3 separate regions of the Mus musculus genome follow, and regions 1 and 3 are each linked to region 2. The links are chromatin contacts, called in public Hi-C and HiChIP or PLAC-seq maps. All regions are on one chromosome and are shown on one strand. Each heading gives the region's core, a stretch centred on a gene start, on an enhancer-like site or on the middle of the called end of the contact. The rest is flanking DNA. Distances are from core to core; before and after follow the strand shown.

Region 1 (2,700 bases), core at 81-2,580, 260 kb after region 2:
CTTAAAAATCCCTGGTTTCTGTCTGATATGTCTGTGATGGTGGTCTATCCTGCCTCTGTGCTTCAGGACCCAATCCTTATCTGAAGATCTAGACCTGTGATGACCCAGTGGTGGTAGAAGTGTTTCTATGAGCAGGGTCAGTAAACTGAGGCTTGTGGGCTGACTGACACCTGCATCCTGAGGCCCAGACTGGAGTATCTTAAGGAGTTAGATGGAGCAGGGCAGCCAAGGACCCTGTTCTTGTGTGACTTTCACTGGAGCCCAGTGATGAATTCTGTCTTGGAGGAGAGAAAGCCCAGAGGTAGGTGCAGAGGAGAGTCACATGGGTTGCTCAAGGTCACAACAGAGGAACACCACAGCTTGTTCCCACTCGAGTGACTCATGCCAATCACCTTGACTGCCTGTACAGGATGGGTGGGGAAGGCAGCCCTCAGGTGTACAGGTTGGCTGAGAGGACCAACCTTAGGAGGTTGGGGACAGAAGACACTTGGTAGGGATGGGGGTGGGAGGGAGGAGAACTTGGGAAGCAGTTCTGCCTTGCTGGGGTGAAGTGAGGCCCGGTCCTGGCTCCTGACATTGAAGTGTGTGTGTGTGTGTGTGTGTGTGTGTGTGTTATTCCAATCCTTGGGGAGAGAAGTGAGATGATGCCCCCCTCCATGCCACCCCTCATGATTGAATCTACCTTCCTTCCCCAGGCTGCTGTCAGGGCACTGCCTGAGCCCTTTGGAGATCAAAGGACCCGAGGCAGGGGTGCCATCCAGTCTCACTAACCAAAGAGAAGTGGCAAGTTTGTCCATAGTCAATGGACTCCCATGGGTCTGGCTGGCCTGGGAGGGAACATCCACCTCCCAACAGCAGGACACATGGAGGAGAAAGCTTTGATTTGTAGCTCTCTGGCTGTTGGATCTCGAATATGTGTTCATCACGGAGGGAGAGGAGGCCTAGGATGCACTGGGAACTAACAAGAGCCAGGGGTGGGGTCTTTGTTGACATCTGCCTATTGCTTGGTCACATGCAGCTTGCCTTGCTGGAGCTGGGAGGGCTGGATGAGGTACTGCATTGGTGGCAGAAGGTGATGGAGGTGACTCTGGTACAGAGCCCATGCCCTGCTATGAAGTCTGGCAGCAGGCTGCATGGCTTTTCAGAGGCACTTATTAATTAAAAATGGAAAACTGTGCAGAGGAAGGAGGAAGAGGGCGGAGGAGGGAGGAGAAAGAGGAGAGAGGAAGGAGGAAGCAGGAAGCAGGAAGCAAGTCTACCCAGAGAGCCACGCTGGGTTCTTTGCTCAGTCTCTTCTCTGTCTCTTCCTGTTTGAGAGTCAGGGACCTGAGTGGTGGTGACTAAGGTTTTTCTGACCACACATGTTTGTTTCTCTCCTGATTCCTTTCAAGGCCTGATGTCACAGGCATCCCCTTTCCACAGTCTCTGTGGCCCAGACTCCCAGTGAGTGGCTGTTCTAGAATGTGTTGGGATTGCTGTAGTTGTTTTCAGCATACAATGAGTTGAGATGGCATTTCCCCAGCAGGTGGTCCCTAAGAGAGTCCTGGATACAGGGGTGAACATTGGAGATCTAGGTGAGACTCGCTACGTGCTTTCTGTGGGGTTGATGGACAGTTGCCATGGCTGGGAGAGCAGACATCTCCCCTAAGATGCTGGACCCAGGCCAGCATTTTGGATCTGGATCAGGCATCGTCTTGGCAGGAGGCTGTGAACCGTGCACAGCCCATGGTGGTACACACCTGGCTTTGCAGGCACCAGGGCTTTCTCACACGGGCTCATTTCCACTGCTTATAGTTTTAGCTTCTTGTACAGTGCTGACTCCCCAGCCACTAGGTCACACTTGGAATATGGCCCCACTGGGATTCTCCCATTTACTAAAGGTGCATCAGCACAGCCCAGTGACTATGGCCCTGCTTTCCTTTCTGCTCCTGTTGCCTAGAGGCCTGAAGCCATAGTGCAGTGCCTTGCCTCCCCTCCCAGTGACTGAGAGGCTCTGGAATACCAAAGCCAAAGGTAAGGGACTTGTCCTGTAGGTGCATGGCTGTCCACTGCTGCTGTCTGAGAAATTACTGCATGGAACCTGGCCTGATTCATCTTCCTTCTCTACAAAATGATAAACAAAGCAATGATGTCTGCCTGTATTTTGGTTATTTATGTTCTTCTACTGACCTGGTCCTTGGCACTCCCTAGTTGTTTAGAGCTTGAATGGGTCAAGAGGGGTACTGATAAGTGACATCCCGGCCATCCTGAGATGCTTGCCATTGTCTTGTACCAACTGCAACCCCCTAGATGAAGACCCCCAGTAAGGGATGTCTGGTTATACAGTCTGAGCTTATCTGTCCATTGTACTATGAAATGGACCACAGTCCCAGGGTCCCATGGAGTCTCCTTGGGCTCTTGGTGCTTCTGACCAGGGTTTCCAGTGTGCAAGGCTCTTTGCTGTGGCTGATGTTTCATTCTGTGACACACATGGGCGGGGCCTGGGCATCCCAGCATCCAGGGTCTTGCCCTCCATGCTCCCTCCCCTCGTGGCTCCCACTCACCCCCTTTCTGTCCCTGCTCCTGGGTCTACTGCCTTTGTTGTTGCTTGGTTGGGTTGTTCATTTCTGCGTGTAACTGGGAAGAAGTCAATGCACTGCCCGCTGTCTCGGAGAGCTAACGTCAGTGTCTGCCATAGCAGCTGGAGGTCATGGCCTGGTG
Region 2 (2,700 bases), core at 178-2,677:
TGAAGGCTCTGGTGTGATGGACTGAGAACCTCATGGCCTCAGGTGGCTGGGTGGGACCCGACATTGTTTCCTTGTGAAACAGCACATGCCATGTGGAAGTTTAAAAGTTACAACACATGTGCAGACCCAAGACACTCAGATATGGCTCGACTCTTGGTCTGTTTCTTCTCTCCTCCCTACCCTCCTTGGAACTGAAGTCAGGCCACTGAGCTATCCCCCAACCTCTCTCTGTCTTCTTTCATCCCTGGGGACGGTGTGCATTTCATAGCTTTTGATATAGCCTTGGTCTTGTAAGCCCTTCCTCTGGACTGTGTTCAGATTTGTGAAAATATTTTAAAATATTTGAGAGAGTTGTACAGAGGTTGAACCATCACCTAATGTTTTGAAATGAATGTACAATTGAAACAAAAGTGGTGGTACATTCCTATAATCCCAGAACTGGGGAGGTAGACTCGGGAGGATCAGGAGTTCAAACTCATTGTTTTCTAGGTTGCAACTTTGAGGCTAGCACAAACAGAACTGTAACCAAGACAAATGGATTTCCTCCTGCTTGCTTCCAGGTACCTGCCAGGGCAGGGAAATTCCTCTTCCTGTAGGACTGTGATGGTTCCAGCCTCATGTGATGGTTCCTGGCTGAAATGCAGTCAGGTTTTAAAGGGGCTTGTTTGTGTTTGTAAATTTTCGGGGTCTGACAACTCCTAGAATAAACCCAAATCATCCCAAGTACCCTTTGTATGGATCCAACAAACACTCATGTCTCTGCTTTTTGAGGCTTAGGAAACGAGTGCAGGTGAGTTCAGGAAGGGAAATGCAGCACAATGACCTGGCCTGATAGAAGACATCCTCCATAGACATCTGGCTTAACTCTGCTCAGCTCTAGCTGACTTCTACCTCCTGAATTATACTTTTTCATAGATTGTGTCTCTGTAATTTTTGCTACTTAAAAAGGTAAAATGTGCATAAAGCCAGGTGTGGTGGCACACACCTTTAATACATAGGTGGATCTCTGTATCTCAGGCTAGAGAAAGATGCTGTCTAGTGAGGCCTCTTCTAGTTCCTAAGCGAGACCATCACACAACTTTCAAAACACACTGATGATGAACCCTGTCTTGTCACCTCCTGAGCCTGCTGGGCGTTGTATACTGAAATATTAAAGTGAAGACAAAAGTTGGCGAACTACAGCGCTAGGCACTAAGCGCAATGAAACAGTGATCAGAAAAGCCCGTTTGACAGGTGACAGGCTAAGGCTATACCGGGAGGGCATTCCAAGGTCAATGATCTGTAACCTGCGCTCACGTGTACCCCTAAATACTCCCGTGGGCTGTTAAGACTCCCCCAGCTGCTGGACAGGGGCGTCCCATCGATGCGCTCCGCCGCTCGGCTCCCCACGCCTGGATCAGCCCCATGCGCTGCTTTCCCCCTCCCTCCCACTTCCCACTTCCAAGATGGCCGCGGGCGGAGCCGACCAGGTAAGGGGCCTCCGCCAGGCGTCTGCGGTGCCGGTATGGACACTGTGACTCTCTCGGAACTTTCCTTGCAGCCCTTCCTGGGCCTGAGGACAGAAAAGGGCCAGGGACACAACTCCCGAAACCCAGGACGGATACTTGGCAGGCCGGAGGAGCAGCGGTAGTAAATAGCAGGCTCCTAAGCTCTACGGAGCTGCGGCGGGGGGCGAGAGCCCTGGCGGAAGAGCAGTGGAAGCTTAGCGGGGGCGTGGCTAGGGAGCGTGAGGGCGGCGATAGGGAGCGCGGGGCGTGGTAACGCTCCTGTCCCCCGGAGTGTGACTAGGGACGAGCGTGGGGTGTGGCTAGTGAGCTCTCGGGGGCGTGGCTCTGGAGTGCGGGGCGTGGCGGTACGCCTGAGGCCCTGGGAGCGAGCGATTTGCGTTGGGTGTTGGGCTAAAGAGGCTCAGCGGAAGGGAAGAGAAGCAGCCTTGTGGGGGCGTGGCTGCGTGGCGTGGGCGTGGCGGGGGTGGGGTCTGGCGCTGGCTGCTTTTAGCCGCGGGCGGCCGGCAAGCACCTGCTGAGGCTGGGCATCTGCGGAGTCTACGCTCTTAGCCCAGCGAGTTGCGGGCCCCACGGGGCCTGGGCTGCGGGCCACGGGCCGGGGAGATGGCGTTGGAGCTGCGGTAGCTCGGGTACTGAGGGGGCTCTGCAGGGTCAAGCTGAGAGGTTGCGGATGGCTGACCGCTGCCACCTGCTGCTGCGTCGGCCAGGCAGGGAGGTCTGAGAGGGCGGCTGGGAGGGCTGGGGTCCGGCTGACGTGCGACTGCCCTCGGCCAGCGCTTGTCGCGACGTGCGCCTTTTCCAGAACTTGGTGAAAAGTTTTCTCCTCAGATGTGGTGCTGCGAGCTGTAGAGGTGTCTGCTCTGTGCGCCCTGAGCCAGCGTCCTCAGACCCCTGTCCTGTTCACATCTCTGCCTTTACTCCTTTTCAGACCCTGAGGTATTCAGATCTCTGTCCTTCTCAAACCCCTCTCCTGTTCAGATCCTGGTGCTCCTCAGACCCCTGGCCTCTTCAGATATGGTCCTCAGACCCCTGATGTGTCTCGGATCTCCATCCCCCTAAGACGTTTTTTCCCAAATCTTGCTAAAGTTTTCTCAGACCGGAGGCTACGATTGGCTCGTCCAACTTTCACGGGGCTGTGGGCTACCAACCGAGTTTGCTCTGAGGATCTGAGCCTGTATCTTCCTCAGATCTC
Region 3 (2,700 bases), core at 201-2,700, 250 kb before region 2:
AACACAAGGTACAGCGTGATATAGGAAGATACTCAGCATCAACCTCTGACTTCCACACACATGCACACAGCATGTACATACACCACACAAAAAATAAAACACGGTACAACATTCTAGCTTACGACAATCCAAACATACACTAATGTGATGCTCATATGTTGAGAAATTATGGAAGGAAAATATTAAATATTTGTTTTTGAGAGTAAACCATTGTTTCTGTAACAGCATAGATGTTGTCTATTTGCTGAAAAACAACGCAATTCACAGCATATCTGAACCAAAATGTTCTGGGTGGTGTTTGCTGCATAGAGTGTCAGCCTTCACAGTGCAAAGCGCTAGTGCCATGTGTTCAGATCCAAGGTGGCAGTGACATCATCTGAAGTACCATGAGTGAGCACCGCCAGAAATACCTCCGATTCTTTAGGTTTGAGTGTGTTACTAGACATTCGAAAACTTTACCGTTGCCAAAATTTTTGCAGCCCCACATATGTGGTCACAACACACATAATTTAAGAAGCTATGATTGGGCTGGAGAGATGGCATAGCAGTTGACAGCGCTGGTTGCTCTTCTAGTGGACCCAGGTCCCATCCATAGAACCCTTGTGGTGGTCCACATCCCATTGGCTAACATTTGTCATGCAAAGGAGGCTGGGAAATGTAGTCCACCTGAGTCCTAAAGCGGTGGCCGCACAAGTTGGTAAATGGCTGCCCACTTCTTCATGGAAAGGTCTGACCTCTTGTGGAATCTAGAGGTCTCAGGTCCGTGGACAGGATAGAGAGGGATCTGAGCTTGCTCAAAGAACAGCTTGGGTTTTGGTCGCATTTGCTGAAGGGCAAGTGACAAAACAGGCTAGTCAGAGTCACACCTCTGGCCCCACCACAGCCCAGAAAACCCCAAACTATAGACCACCTGCTGGCCACGGAGGAGCTACAGAGGTGATTCAGGGAACTGCTCTCTTACCAATTGTAAAGTCACCAGTTTTAATTGGCTGAGAGATGGGGACTTCATTCATTTAGATCCCATGTCCCTAGCAACTCATGCCTCCTCTATTATCACATCCCATTTTATGGGGATCAAAGAGATTAAACATCTGCCCCAGCTCACCATCCAAGACCCCAGATTTGATTCTGAACCTACCAACCCTGACCCTTTCGTCGCTGTGTCTGTAAAAAGCCAGTTTCGCTTCCTTAAAATGAACTAAAAAATTTCAAGTCAAGCCACCCTGAGGCTAGAGGTCTGCGTCGGAGAGCGTGTTATCCTGGAAGGTTTCCCTCTGTGTAGACAACAGCGGTCTCCAAGTCTGGAGGTAGTGGCCTTGAGCTGCAAGACCACCATATAGGGACGAAAGCTGCAATACACACTCTAGCCGACAAGGGGCGCCGTACCACACAAAGCTCGTGCCCTGCCCGTGGCTGGCAGCGCTCGCGCATTCCTGCCGACAGGCGGCGCCGCGGGTCCCGGACCCGGAAGTGGACCGCTCTACCCAGGACCCGCTGCCCTGGCAGCGTCCCACTGCCCAGCAATGGGGCCGCTGCGCTGGCTGCCGCTACTCGGCCAGCTGTTGCTGTTGTGGCCGCGGGCAGCTCAGCCCGCCGGCCCGATCCGGGCCTTCGTGGTGCCCCACAGTCACATGGACGTGGGCTGGGTCTTCACGGTCCAGGTAAGTTGGAGCGTTCCTGAGCTCCTTGCACAGTAACTGCCTCCTGCGGAGTGCACCCGACCCAGCCGGGAAGAGAGGCGACCTGGGCTGCAGCACCCCACCCCACCCCCCAGCCTGATCCCCTGCAGTCTGAGCCTCAGCCTCGGGCTGGCCACTTCCTGCCTCGGAGTCCTGATGGCATCTATCTTATTAGACGGTCCCTGCAAAAGTTAAGGCAGAGGAGTGTGTCCCCAAAGTGTGGATTGACAGGTAGCCAGTCTCAGGAATAAGCCTGGAGTACCTTGGGTGGGGTAGGTTTCCAAGCAGGTGGATGTCAGCTGACTACAGGCAACTGGGCTGGCCCTCTGTGGTGCTGACATGAGGGCTAGCCAGTTCAGCTTCCTCTTCACACTCCTACCCAGCCAGATAAGCTTGGTATGGGGCCTGTAACCTCGAGGTTCTTTCTGTTCAAGACCTTGGACAGAGCGGGCAGGGAGAGGCTTTCTGTCCACTGGCTCAGGTTCCTTGTCTATAAAGAGAAAGTGGTGATTCCTGCCACATACCCCTAGGTCTGAGTACACTGGAGGTGTTAGGCACCAGGGTACTTGGTCTCTTGTACTTCTCTTTGGTCCTTTGGACTCATCACCACCCTTGGGGCTGTTGTGATGGCTTCTGCCTCCCCAGGAAAGCATGAGAGCCTATGCAGCCAATGTCTACACTACCGTGGTGGCGGAACTGGTCCGCGGAGGGCAGCGGCGCTTCATCGCCGTGGAGCAGGAGTTCTTCCGGCTGTGGTGGGACGGTGTGGCCTCTGAGCAGCAGAAACAGCAGGTAAGGTGGGGACAGGAGTGTCAGGACATGGGTCCCTAAGGTATCCGAAGTGTGAGAGGAAAGTTCCAGGAGGAGACTAGATAGGGAGTTCCAGATGTGCTCAGGAACATGCTAGCTGTAAAGACAAAACAACAACAACAACAAAAACTAGGCTTGTGGTCAGGGCCACTGCCCATAGACAGGGTGACGTCATCTTTCTGTCTGTTCTTGGTAGGGGACCGGACATACC

What was found. Hi-C and Micro-C count contacts between places; a contact is called where the count stands out from the background. HiChIP or PLAC-seq counts read pairs in DNA pulled down with a chosen protein or histone mark.
Region 1: a contact with region 2 is called in a Hi-C map of B cells, with 1.5 times the contacts expected there. The contact joins the enhancer-like site here to the promoter of Tbc1d14 in region 2. A contact is called at or near these places in 1 of 39 promoter capture datasets (neural stem cells), 2 of 484 Hi-C or Micro-C datasets (B cells and large pre-B cells), 1 of 115 datasets of contacts at active chromatin or transcription factors (pro-B cells) and 1 of 9 other capture datasets (liver).
Region 3: a FOXA1 HiChIP or PLAC-seq map of pancreatic cancer cells shows a contact between it and region 2. The contact joins the promoter of Man2b2 here to the promoter of Tbc1d14 in region 2. A contact is called at or near these places in 2 of 39 promoter capture datasets (embryonic stem cells and liver), 2 of 484 Hi-C or Micro-C datasets (the HL-1 cell line and embryonic stem cells), 3 of 115 datasets of contacts at active chromatin or transcription factors (fetal liver, memory CD8 T cells and pancreatic cancer cells) and 2 of 9 other capture datasets (adipose tissue and liver).

Annotation. Positions count from the first base shown.
Region 1 is chr5:36,325,206-36,327,905 of GRCm38.p6, reverse strand. The region is part of intron 1 of Sorcs2 (sortilin-related VPS10 domain containing receptor 2); the gene reads left to right. Among named protein-coding and RNA genes, the nearest start is that of Mir7689, 25 kb to the right of the region's middle. Within about 2 kb of position 1,330, at least 24 of the 459 cell types and tissues checked have an H3K27ac peak or open chromatin away from gene starts, as enhancers often do. A contact at or near this core is called in B cells, where this site is marked.
Region 2 is chr5:36,581,124-36,583,823 of GRCm38.p6, reverse strand. Tbc1d14 (TBC1 domain family, member 14) reads left to right here and starts at 1,427. Exons shown (of 14, transcript NM_133910.3): 1 at 1,427-1,469.
Region 3 is chr5:36,829,399-36,832,098 of GRCm38.p6, reverse strand. Man2b2 (mannosidase 2, alpha B2) reads left to right here and starts at 1,450. Exons shown (of 19, transcript NM_008550.2): 1 at 1,450-1,661; 2 at 2,325-2,471. The coding sequence starts at 1,524.